2 separate regions of the Ovis canadensis genome follow, and region 2 is linked to region 1. Evidence: chromatin contacts called from public Hi-C data. All regions are on one chromosome and are shown on one strand. The core of a region is the stretch at or near the end of the contact, and the rest is flanking DNA. Distances in the headings are between cores, read along the strand shown. Region 1 overlaps DST (dystonin). Region 2 overlaps DST (dystonin).

Region 1 (5,397 bases), core at 277-2,776:
CCTTTTTCACAGACCTACCCAGCATCACAGCCTTATAGAGCTCAAGACGAATTTTCAGAAAAACATGGAAAATAAAGTAGGTTGATAGTAGCATCCTGTGACTGACTTAATGCCTCCTCACAACTCTGTGGATTCCAGTGAATACAGAAAATCAGTGGTATTTATTTATTTGCCTAGTACACGATTTCCCGGAGAAGGCAAGGGCACCCCACTCTAGTACTTTTGCCTGGAAAATCCCATGGACCGAGGAGCCTGGTGGGCTGCAGTCCATGGGGTCGCTGAGGGTCAGACACGATTGAGCGACTTCACTTTCACTTTTCACTTTCATGCATTGCAGAAGGAAATGGCAACCCGCTCCAGTGTTCTTGCCTGGAGAATCCCAGGGATGGGGGAGCCTGGTGGGCTGCCGTCTCTAGGGTCGCACAGAGTCGGACATGACTGAAGCAACTTAGCAGCAGCAGCAGCACACGATTTCCACTAAGAAAACACACAGGGCATCACACGTAATAAATTGATAATTAGCCAAAGTGATGCGTTTCATGTAAAATGGAGAACTGCTTTTGAGGGGAAAGAGTAAAGCCAAAGATAAATATTAGACACTTTGCAGGAAATAGTACGTTTTCTTTTAAAATGGTGTTGGTCACTAGATGTGCATCAGGACCTCACGTCGGTCATGCCTGACTAGGCGCAGGCCAGGTCCTGATTCACTTCTGGTTTATCCCGCATGCTTTGGGAGGTTGTCACACAGCCTGGGTTTTTTTTTTCTTTTTTCCTCCCATGGATGCTTTATCTTGTTTGTAAGCCTATTCTCCGCACAGTTAGCAGCCTCTTTTCATGGTAAATGAGTGGCTCACTAAATTATCACAAACTTAACCCAACCAAAAGAGGCTAATGACCTGTGCCTTTTCCCTGCGGGGCAAACAGAGCTGGACACGCCCTGCGCCCGGCTCCGCTCCTGGAGGGAGAACCGAGCTCAGGCGGTGCACGCTGGTCCGAGCCGCGTCTCCGGTTTCCCCCTGTGATGACGGGGCGGGCCGGGCCGGGGAGCTCTTTCCCCTCCCCTCCGCATCCCTCCGTCTCCATCGCTGGCAGCTGTTCGTCTGCTCGAAGTTTATATGATCTCGAGAGCTCTAAACCCAGTTCAGACGTTTGTTTACTGGCGCTGCCTTTGGCTTCTGCAAACAGCCTTTTGTGCCCTCCAGGTCTGCAGAAAAGGCTCTTCTCAGAATCAGCCCCTCCTCCCTCCTTCCTCCAGAAGAGTCTGGGAACTAGCTTCAAACTCAGGAAAAAAATGAACTGAAAAGGACGAGGGGCTCAAACCTGGTCGGAGGGGAGACTGGGAGGGGAAGCGGAAAGGAGTCAGGACTCAGCATCCTGCGTTTGTGCTTTGTGTTTGCAACTTGGAGCGAGTTGCATTAATGAATTAAGCAGCAGCTCGTAATGGAAAATCTCGGTCCCTGCCTGGTGGGGGAGCCAGATACTATAGATTTGTAACAGGAAGGCTGTGGATTCTGGCTTCATTGTTGGGCCAGTCATCTGTGAGCTGGTGGCCGAACCACAGGCCACACACTTGGGTGCCCATCTTCCTGGAACCGGAGCTGCCCAGGCCTTGTGGCTGGGGTTGGAGCCGGGGCCCAGAGAAGATGGTGAGCGCTGGGGTCGGCCCTGGGACGCGTCCCCCCGCCGCGCGGAGGAGGGTGCGGGACGGCGGACTCCCTTTGGGGGCAGGGAGGGGGCTGCTGAAATGGACGAGCTGACGCGAGTGCCTGCCGTTGATGCTTTTCTCTGTGTCATTCCCTGTAGAGCTCCGGGAACGCGTCCTATCGCTGCTCCATGTCTTCCTCTGCGGATTTTTCCGACGAAGATGATTTCAGCCAGAAATCTGGCTCTGCATCTCCAGCTCCTGGAGACACCTTACCCTGGAATTTGCCTAAACATGAGCGATCGAAAAGAAAGATCCACGGGGGCTCGGTGCTGGACCCCGCGGAGAGGGCAGTGCTTAGGATCGCAGGTAAGAGCAAGCGGCAGGGGGGCCTGGCTGGGGGTTGCAGAGAGGTGGAAATTCACCCACTGGCTCCCCGGGGGTCCCTGTCTGGCCGGGAGCTGAGGCTTAAGGTGGGGGAGGAGGATGACCATGTTTACTTTCTGTCCCGATTTTATCGAAGGAGCAGTTGGCCCTGTCTGCTAGTGACTAAGCTGTTTGGCCCTGTCTTCTGGTTGGAGGAACCGATATCTTTGAAACCAAGAGGATATTTACAGGCATCTGCACTGAAGTTTCCTATTTATGTGCAGTCGCCACCGTGATAGTCTGAAAGTATTAATTCAGTGTTTCACAGTGTGTTTGCTGGAAGCTTCCTTTCTCTGTTTGCCTGGGAGCTTCGAGCCACCAGATTTATCAGGGGGCTAGATTCCTGGGTTTTGGTACCCAAGATTGCATAGGGCTCTCTACAGCTTTTTTTTTTTTTTTTTTTAAAGCATAGCATCTCTATTAGCATCATGTGTTCATAGCAGCTCCTCCCTTTGGTGCTTTTGAGGGTTTAGCCATCATGCATCCCTGATTAATTAATACATGGGAGGGACCCGTGTTTCTCTTCTGTTACCTGGTGTTCCCTTGCACTGCCTGTAGGTCCCAGAAGGGATGGCTTGTTTTACTTAGCTGCAAGCTGAGCCTTCTGTGGAACTCTATCCCCCAGCCTGCAGTGCCCGTGTGGTTTGTGTATATACGAGCTACGCTTTTTGAGGTGGTTGTTACCTAATTTTTTTCTCAGAAACGGCAATGGGGTAGGTTGGGGTGTGTCCCGGGGGGGCTCTCTTGAAAGGCCAAAGCCGAGGTGCTTACCAGAGTTGATTTTTACTGTGGATTTGGCCTTTTCCCCCTCCCTCTCTCCCTCCCAGGCCCCTGCCCACTCAGTTTCTCTTGCTTCCCACCATCATGCAGAGCTGGGACTTGCCTACCTTCTAGGGGGCTGCAGGGGACTAGCTCAGATCCTGGCTGCCGTGGTGGCTGAGAGTCCCCCGAGGGTCCCCCCAGTGGGATTTTCTGATTACGGGAAAAATAAACAGCGCCAGCCAGCCATTCTCTCATCTGGGTTTCTGGGGCAACAGCCTTGAGCTTCTTCTGGCTTCTTTTGTGAGATGCTGGCTGGTCTCACCCAGGCCTTTGACGTGGAGGGTGGAGGCAGGCAGGGCAGGGAGGATGGAGACAGTTTGGGAGCCAAGGGAGAGTGAGCAGGGCGGCTGGGGGGGTCTTAGAGGGCTGGGTGGGCACCGGAGAGTCTGGTCACCAAGGCTGGATTCCCTGCCTGGTCATGACCCCCCCCAGGGGGCGGAGGAGACAGTGCTGGAACCAGGGTACCAGGTACTTGTCTTGGCAGAAAGGGAAGACGGTGACAGGTGGTGCTCTGTGGCAAGCCTGCATCTCCAAAGCAGGATGCCTGGATGGCGGAAGGTGCTCCTGGGCTAAGAGTTTTGATGGACGTGGCAGAGATGGGCATTTTGCTTTTGGTATTGAAGGAGGGGCTAGGGGAGAAGGACGGGCACCTGTTTGTCCGGGGATGAGATTACATAAACTACTAGACAGGCAGCCAGCAGCGGCTGGTGGTAGTAGCAGGCGGTGTGTATGCCCGGTGGGGAATGGAGGACCTGGGGGTTCTGATGGGGTGCAGTGGAACAGTGGGCGCTGGGGTCAGGGGAGTCTCGGCTCTGTGAGGGCGAGGCCACACCTTACTTACTGTAAAGGGTTTGCTACAAAGTTAGCGGTAGTTGCTGCACTGGAGACCTCCAAGTTACAGACTTTTAAGATTACATTAGTTCTTCAAAAATAGAACAAAAGAAAATAAAACAACAGACAGAATAAGCGGCTCTAGTATGGACGTGTACTAATGACCATGTTTAAAATAAACACTGGTAAATTGGCTATTGCACACAAATCACATCCATGCTCACACACAGAGCATAGGCTGAGGGGTCTGTCTATAAACAGCTGTTTCATCATCATGTGGCTAAACTATGAAGTTCAGGTATATTATGTGTTAAATTTGCCACACAGCATCCAGGATGAGGGTAAGGGGTCGGGTCATCTGAGGGGATTGTGGTACAGTGGAGAGCTGGAAAACATATCATTCAGGTTTCAGCTTCTCATTTTATTAGGCATTTTCGCACTTGGCCTGAAACCTAGCCTGTCTGTGAAGTTCATCCCTAGACAGGGCAAGGGCCAGAAAGGGTGTGGGGATGTCCACTGTGTTCATTATTTAGTAATAAAAGAATTGAAAGTTGAACCCGGTTATTTATGTTTAAGGTTGTAAAAATAGAATGGAATGAGGAAATGTCTCGAGTGGAGAAGACCATATGGTTTTGGGGATCCCGTTAGTCACTCACGTTCAATACATGTTTATTATGCTTCTGGGACAACATGAAGGTGTGCAGTCGGTTCTGCCTTGAAAGCAATTCTAACCTCACACGTGAGTGAGTCACAGCACGGTGAGAGGCCAGCTGTGACGGCTCTGAGGGCCTGGATGAGGAGCACCCAGAGGGAGAGTCTGATTACCCCGGACCGAGAGGAGGCCGGCAGCTTCCTGAAGGGCTGCTGGGGGGCTCGCTGCGGGAGGGGAGGTTTCATGAGCCTGATGGACTGGTGCGAGCTGGAAGTCACTTCCGCGGTATGGAGCTGCAAACACTCAGCAGGGAGGTGGGTTCAGGTGGAAACTGCAAGTCATCTGTGCAGCCGAAGCCTGGGATTTGTAGGGAAGAGTGGGAACCGTTAGGATGTTTTGGAGCAATTCTGCAGAGACTGGACTATTTAGCTGTCAGTGGTGCAGAATCACTTGAAGATATAAAAAGCAGTGCGATGAGATAATCAGATGTACATTTCCTGGCGATGGTGTCACATGTCTGATACTTTATAATTTTAAAAGTGATTCTGCATTTATCGCAGTATCTTCATGTAAAAATCTGAGCCTGTCATGCCATATATGCTCTCCTGATCTCTCAGGGTCAAGGCGATAATGACATGGTAACATGGAAGGAAAGGGGCTTTGTTTTCTTTAACATCGTACCAGGCAGATCTGCTGTTTTTACCTGCAGGATATCGCAAGCTGGGTTTTTCGGTCTTGAGGTGCTTGTGAAGGTACATGGTTGGTTAGTGACGATGCTATTTTAAACTATGGATATTTGTCCCATGTGAATTCTTTGAAGTGAAGAATTGAAAGATCTTGGCAGAGTTAGACTTTGGATTTTAATTCCTCCTCTATCACAAACCGGTTGTGTTTTCTTGGACAATTTACTGAATGTTTACTTCTTACCTTCATTTTGTCTATCCAAGGATTGTGGCTATGGGGATTAAGGTAGTAAATGCAAAGCATTTTGCAGATTCCCTGACACATGGTAAACGCTCTGTGA
Region 2 (5,874 bases), core at 1,934-4,433, 140 kb after region 1:
GCCAGGGCTGGGCGGGGCTGTGAGTCTTGAGCCTGATGCACTGGACACTGGGTTTGCTGGGAGGAGATCAGGTGGAGAGAAACGGCGAAGCTGCACCCAAGGCTAACACAGCATCATCAGTCAGCTGTATCTCAATAAAAAAAGAGATGGTGCGGACAGATAAGAGGCAGATGGGATGAGTCAGCCAGGGATGTTGTTGGAAGTGCCTGAGGACAAGAGCAACGTGGTGTAACTGGCATTCTGAAGTCATGTAACTGCCATTGGGGAGCCTTGAATGCATACGCAGGCATTAAGGGACTACAGGTGACGGCATTGTGAACTCTGTGATGGGGCTGCCTTCCCCTGGTGGCTCCATGTTTGCTGAGTGAGGGAACCTACAGAGGGGACTGCGGGGCCTCTGTCTTAGTTCTTAGTTCTTCCCCTTGTTTTATAGCTGGTACTCAGATGGGGTTGTAGAAGGCCTGATGATCAGATTATAGGTTGAAGGAACACTCTGTGTAGTAAATAGATCAAGAATGCTGGACCTCTGGTCTCATCAGAAAGAGAACTTAACAGTGAAAATGTGAAGTTCTGCTCAAAGACTGAAGATTTCCCCGTAGGATTTAGAAGGTGCAGAAGGTCTGGTGGGCAGCAGTTCCTGTCATCGGAGCTGGGGGTTCTGATGACCTCAGACTGACAGCAGTGGTGCGCCTGCACGCAGGCTGTGTTAGCAGAGCTCAGAGTGTGCTTGGCACCCAACATCCAGGGTGTTTGTTCAGGTCCTGACTGCGTATAAAGGGGCAGTCAAAAGGAAAGTGACTGCAGGAGGCAACCATGATGGTGAGCATCTAGAAACATCTCTTGGATGAGGGATGATGGGGACAATTGAGAGGAGACTTTGAGAAAAGAGGATTATGGAGAAACGTGATGGGTGTTTTCCGATATTGGTCAGGGTAGTCATATAAGCTACAGTTTAGGATTTATTTGATCCAAAGATCGATGGATACTTTATAGTTTGAAGATGTAAGCTCAATATAAAACCTCTCTGTAAACATCCACAGTGCCCAGTAATAGGTGGTCACTTAAGTGTGTTTTGATCTAAGGGTATATTCTTAGGTTCCAGTGGCTGCTATAACCAATTACACAGGCTTGGTGACTTAGGACAGTGATCTCTATGCAGTCACAGTTTTGGGGACTAGAAGTCTGGACTCAGTTTTTCTGGGCGGAAATCACTGTGGTAGCAAGGCTGTGCTCCCTTCAGAACCTCTTGGGGAGAATGCCGTCCCTGTTTCTTTCAGCATCTGGGGACACAAGCATTGCCTTTTCCGTGGCCACATGCTGCCTCCTGGTCCATGTGTTAGGACCCCTGAGCATCTCTTTAATAAGGATGCTAGAGACTGGATTTCGAGCCCATGGGCATAATCCAGGATACTCTTCGCACCACAGACTTTTAACACACCTGCAAAGATTCTTTTCCAAATAAGGTATTATTCAGTTTCCAGAGATTCGGACCTGATATCTTTGGGGCCACCATCAATCATCCTCTTATATGTGAACCAATAAAACTGCCTCATGTGAAGTCAGCTAAGGCTTCATGGGATAGGCACTCCCCAGCCATTCCAAATTTCCACCGAAATCCTGTGGGGATGTAGGTAGGGTCTATCAGAGGTGGGACAGAAATGGTTCATGCATTGGTAGGACGGTGAACTAGGTGGTGATGCATTTGCTTTCCAAGCGCAAGACTATATAGTCATGTCATTCGTTTATGATAAGCTTTGTGAAGCAGAAATTAATAGGGATAGACCAGAGATTTATTTTTATATTTTTTAATTGTTGGGAATAATTTTATGCTTTAAAAGTTGTAAAAAAAAAAATAGTACAAGGAGCCCTGTTATGTATGCTCATTACTCAGATTGACTTGGTAGCACTTACCCTGTTTGCTGTATCATGACTGTAATACCGTGTGTGTGTGTGTGTGTGTGTGTGTGTGTGTATTTTTTATCTGAACCACGTGGGGGTAAGTCCTATACACATGGTCCTTTCCCCCTCAGTACTGCAGCCTTTCCCAAGAGCAGGGGTGTTCTCTTTCATAGCCCCACATCTACCTACTTCATCCAGTTAGGCTGGCTCACAGTCTGTTGCCCGTGTTTCAGTTTTGTGGTTGGTCCTTTGCACTGTTACCCCAGAGCAGCTTCCAGGTTGTGGTCAGCTGTTGCATTTAGTTGCTGTGTGTCTCTTTATCCTGCTTTAGCTAGAAACAGTTTAACAGCCCTTTAACAGACTTTTATGACATGAACATTTTTTGAAGACTACAGAACAGGGGTTTATAGAGAATGGAAGATCAATTAATAGTAAAATGTATTTTGAACTTCAAACTATTTTATGGCAAGAAGATAAGCCCTTTTCTGAGATTTTAGTGCGTGTTGATACAGTAATGAACTATCTTTTCAAATTAAGAACATCACAGCTTGACTGAGTAATTCATCAGATGACTTTAGTTCTGTCTTGTGGTCAATTATAATTTTTCTTGATTTCCTTATTGTTGATAACAGTATTACTTCTGCTTCCAACACTGCCATTTTGAATGCCTAGGCTGGGCCACAAGCTGGACGGGCTGTGTAACGTGGGTTGTCCGGTTGAGCCCTTGTTCAGCCAGTGACATTCTGGAGGCTCAGTAATGACATGACCTGAGTAGCGTGGATGGGCTGAAACGTGGCGGAGTCCTTGGTCCTTCTCGTTCTCCAGGAGAGCTCCGCCGTCTTGGCCCGTCTTGCCTTAGCAGAGCCACAGGGCTGAAGAGCGGTTGTGAGGAGCAGACGCGGCCGCAGGGGAAAGGCGCGGTGCTGAGGCGCAGCTCTCGTTTCTAGTACATGCGCTGCCGAAGCGAGCACAGCGCTCGTCTCTTTCTGAGTGACTTCTAGTCTTTGCTGTGATGCTTCTGCCATAAATTTTTATTTGCATTATTCTCTAGTCAGTATGCTTTACAAGCGTTTAGAGACACAGATAAAAGCATATGAGAAAGCCAAGCAGCGCTCCCGGAGGCCGGGGTTTCGCTGGAGGAGGGCGCTGACTAAGGCCTTTTCGAAGGAGAGGAAAAGGCGGTTTGCCCAGTGGTGCTGACAGCCCTGTCTGGCCGCACACGCTTTCTGGCCTGCCGTCGCGGGTAGGCCCCGCCCTTCTGTCGCGGGTAGGCCCCGCCCTTCCGTCCCGGGTAGGCCCCGCCCTTCCGTCGCGGGTAGGCCCCGCCCTTCCGTCCCGGGTAGGCCCCGCAGCAGCTTTGCTGCGTCGTCTGTTCTGGACTCCAGGCTGAAGCCCACCCCAGCGCCGTGCCTGACATGCTGCTTCTGTCAGGGCCCTGAGGAATCTGTTGCTTCCTGAGTGAGCTGGAAACCAGATGACGCTTTCGCCCGTGTTTGTGATACATACCCCTGACTACTGTGATGGAGGATGAAAAGCGTCACTTTCTGGGAAGTGAGGTAAAAGTCTGGAAGGAAAGGCGGTCCATGATGACTCCTTCCTGTGAAGGCTGAGGAGCGAGCCCCGCTGCATTATGGGTACAGAACGAGAGGCGCCGGGTCAGGCAGGAGGGGCCGCCATGCTGATGCTCTGCGTTCTTCCACAGCCTCCGTTCACGTCAAGGGCAGGAAGTTTACTCTTATTCAGAACTGACATTAATGTATTTATCTAGCGTTAAATATGTACAAGTAAATAAAACAATATAATAGGAATAAAAAGAACCAACCTGAATACTCTTTGGAAGGACCTATGCTGAAGCTGAAGCTCCAAGACTTTGGCCACCTGATGTGAACAGCTGACTCTTCGGAAAAGACCCTAACGCTGGGAAAGATTGAGGGCAGGAGGAGAAGGGGACCGCAGAGGATGAGATGGTTGGGTGGTATCATGAACTTGGGCAAACTCCAGGAGATGGTGAGGGACAGGGAAGCCTGGCCTGCTGCAGTCCATGGGGTCGTAAAGAGTCGGACACGACTTGATGACTGAACAACAGTAAAAATTACATACATATAAATAGATGAATAAGTAAACTTTGTCCAACTTACCTACTGTTATTTCCCTCAGCTCAGAATGTAGAAGAATATTGATTGAAGCTAGCTTTTCCTCACTGGGGAATTTTCTAATAGTTTGCTGGCAATATTAGTAGATTCTTTGAAGCCTTATTGCTTATGAAGAAGAAGTCTTTTCCTTCTACCTTTCTAGGCTCCTAGCTGGGCTGTAAAACAAAAGACAAATAAGAGAAGAGCATACAGATTGTTTGATAACTTTGTATAATTAGGAGCCTTCGAGGGGAAATGACCTGAAGAAAGGGTTAACCTGAGTGCTTTTTAACACCAGGCTTGGTGGGGAGTGGAGGGTCATGGTGAAACGTCGCAAAACAGAAGGGTGTGAGCCAAGGGTAATAAACTTGAGAAGTTCAGGAAGGCCTGTCTGTTCAGATTCCTCTCACCTGCAGAGAGAAGGATGCTCCTTTCCTCCAGGTGCAGAGCGAGCGCCTCCCCCCTGAGGGTCCCATGACGTGCTTGGGGGTGGGTGGTGGCAGCGCCCTTCCAGCACCCGCTGTCTCCTACCTCCTTTGGCTGGAAACGTCCAGTCTGCCCAGGGGCCGTGTCTGGGGTTGTGCGTCCTGAGCCCTGTCTTGCAGGTGTGGTTAGGTTTCACATGCCTTAGGATCTTAGAAAACTGTTTCCAGGCACTGTCAGGTTGGCTGTGCTGCAAACCGAACAGAAATTCAGAAACTGGTTTTAAAAGGGGCTGATGAGGAGGACAAGCAGGGGGAGGCAGAAGCTGGTGATGAAGAGGGGGATGTGCCCTGCCGGTGGAGAACTTGACCTTGAGAGCGGTCAGTGTGTCAGGGGCCGGGGATGAGTCACGTTGGACTTGCCATGGAGTTTGGAAGCAGTTGCCTGCATAGTCGTGTCTGACTCTTTGCGACCCCATGGATCGCAGCATGCCAGGCCTCCCTGTCCATCACCAACTCCTGAAGCTTGCTCAGACTCATGTCCATTGAGTCAGTGATGCCATACAACCATCTTATCCTCTGTAGAAGTAGATGTTTTTTCTGGAACTCTCCTGCTTTTTTGATGATCTCTGGTTCCTCTGGCTTTTCTAAATCCAGCTTGAACATCTGGAAGTTCATGGTTCATGTACTGTTGAAGCCTGGGTTGGAGAACTTTGAGGTTTACTTTGCTAGCTTGTGAGATGAGTGCAGTTGTGCAGTAGTTTGAACATTCTTTGGCATTGCGTTTCTTTGGGATTGGAATGAAAACTGACCTTTTCCAGTGATCAGTGCAAAGAAATAGAGGAAGACAATAGAATGAGAAAGACGAGAGATCTCTTCAAGAAAATTAGAGATACCGAGGGAACATTTCATGCAAAGATGGGCTCAATAAAGGACAGAAATGGTATGGACCTAACAGAAGCAGAAGATTTTAAAAAGAGGTAGCAAGAATACACAGAAAAATTATATGAAAAAGATCTTTATGACCCAGATAACCACGATGGTGTGATCGCTCACCTAGAGCCAGACATCCTGGAATGCGAAGTCAGGTGGGCCTTAGGAAGCATCACTGCAAACAAAGCTAGTAGAGGTGATGGAATTCCAGTTGAGCTATTTTAAATCCTAAAAGATGATCTTAATGTGATATAGAAGAAATGTCTGTGTGAAGAAGGAGAGATCAATGAGCTCAGAGGGAAGCTGTTGAAGCTGGGAGGACCACTGTGTACATCTAAAAATACTGAACTGAACACGGATGGCCTGAGCTGTGGATTCACAGTGCTGACATAGTCTAATACTCAATGATGGCTTAAAGAATTTCTTTTTTTCCCTTCTTCCAGTTTCATTGAGATATAATTGACATACAGCACTGTATAAGTCTAGGC

The links. A called contact is a pair of places that touch in the nucleus more often than the background predicts.
Region 2: a Hi-C map of lung shows a contact between it and region 1, with 4 times the contacts expected there. The contact joins two enhancer-like sites. A contact is called at or near these places in 2 of 2 Hi-C or Micro-C datasets (fibroblasts and lung).

Annotation. Positions count from the first base shown.
Region 1 is chr20:18,562,020-18,567,416 of ARS-UI_OviCan_v2, forward strand. It overlaps DST (dystonin), which reads left to right. Exons shown (of 97, transcript XM_069564074.1): 4 at 1,804-2,011. Among named protein-coding and RNA genes, the nearest start is that of DST, 110 kb to the left of the region's middle. Within about 2 kb of position 1,527, the one cell type or tissue checked has open chromatin away from gene starts, as enhancers often do. A contact at or near this core is called in fibroblasts, where this site is marked.
Region 2 is chr20:18,697,683-18,703,556 of ARS-UI_OviCan_v2, forward strand. The region is part of intron 5 of DST (dystonin); the gene reads left to right. Among named protein-coding and RNA genes, the nearest start is that of DST, 240 kb to the left of the region's middle. Within about 2 kb of position 3,184, the one cell type or tissue checked has open chromatin away from gene starts, as enhancers often do. A contact at or near this core is called in fibroblasts, where this site is marked.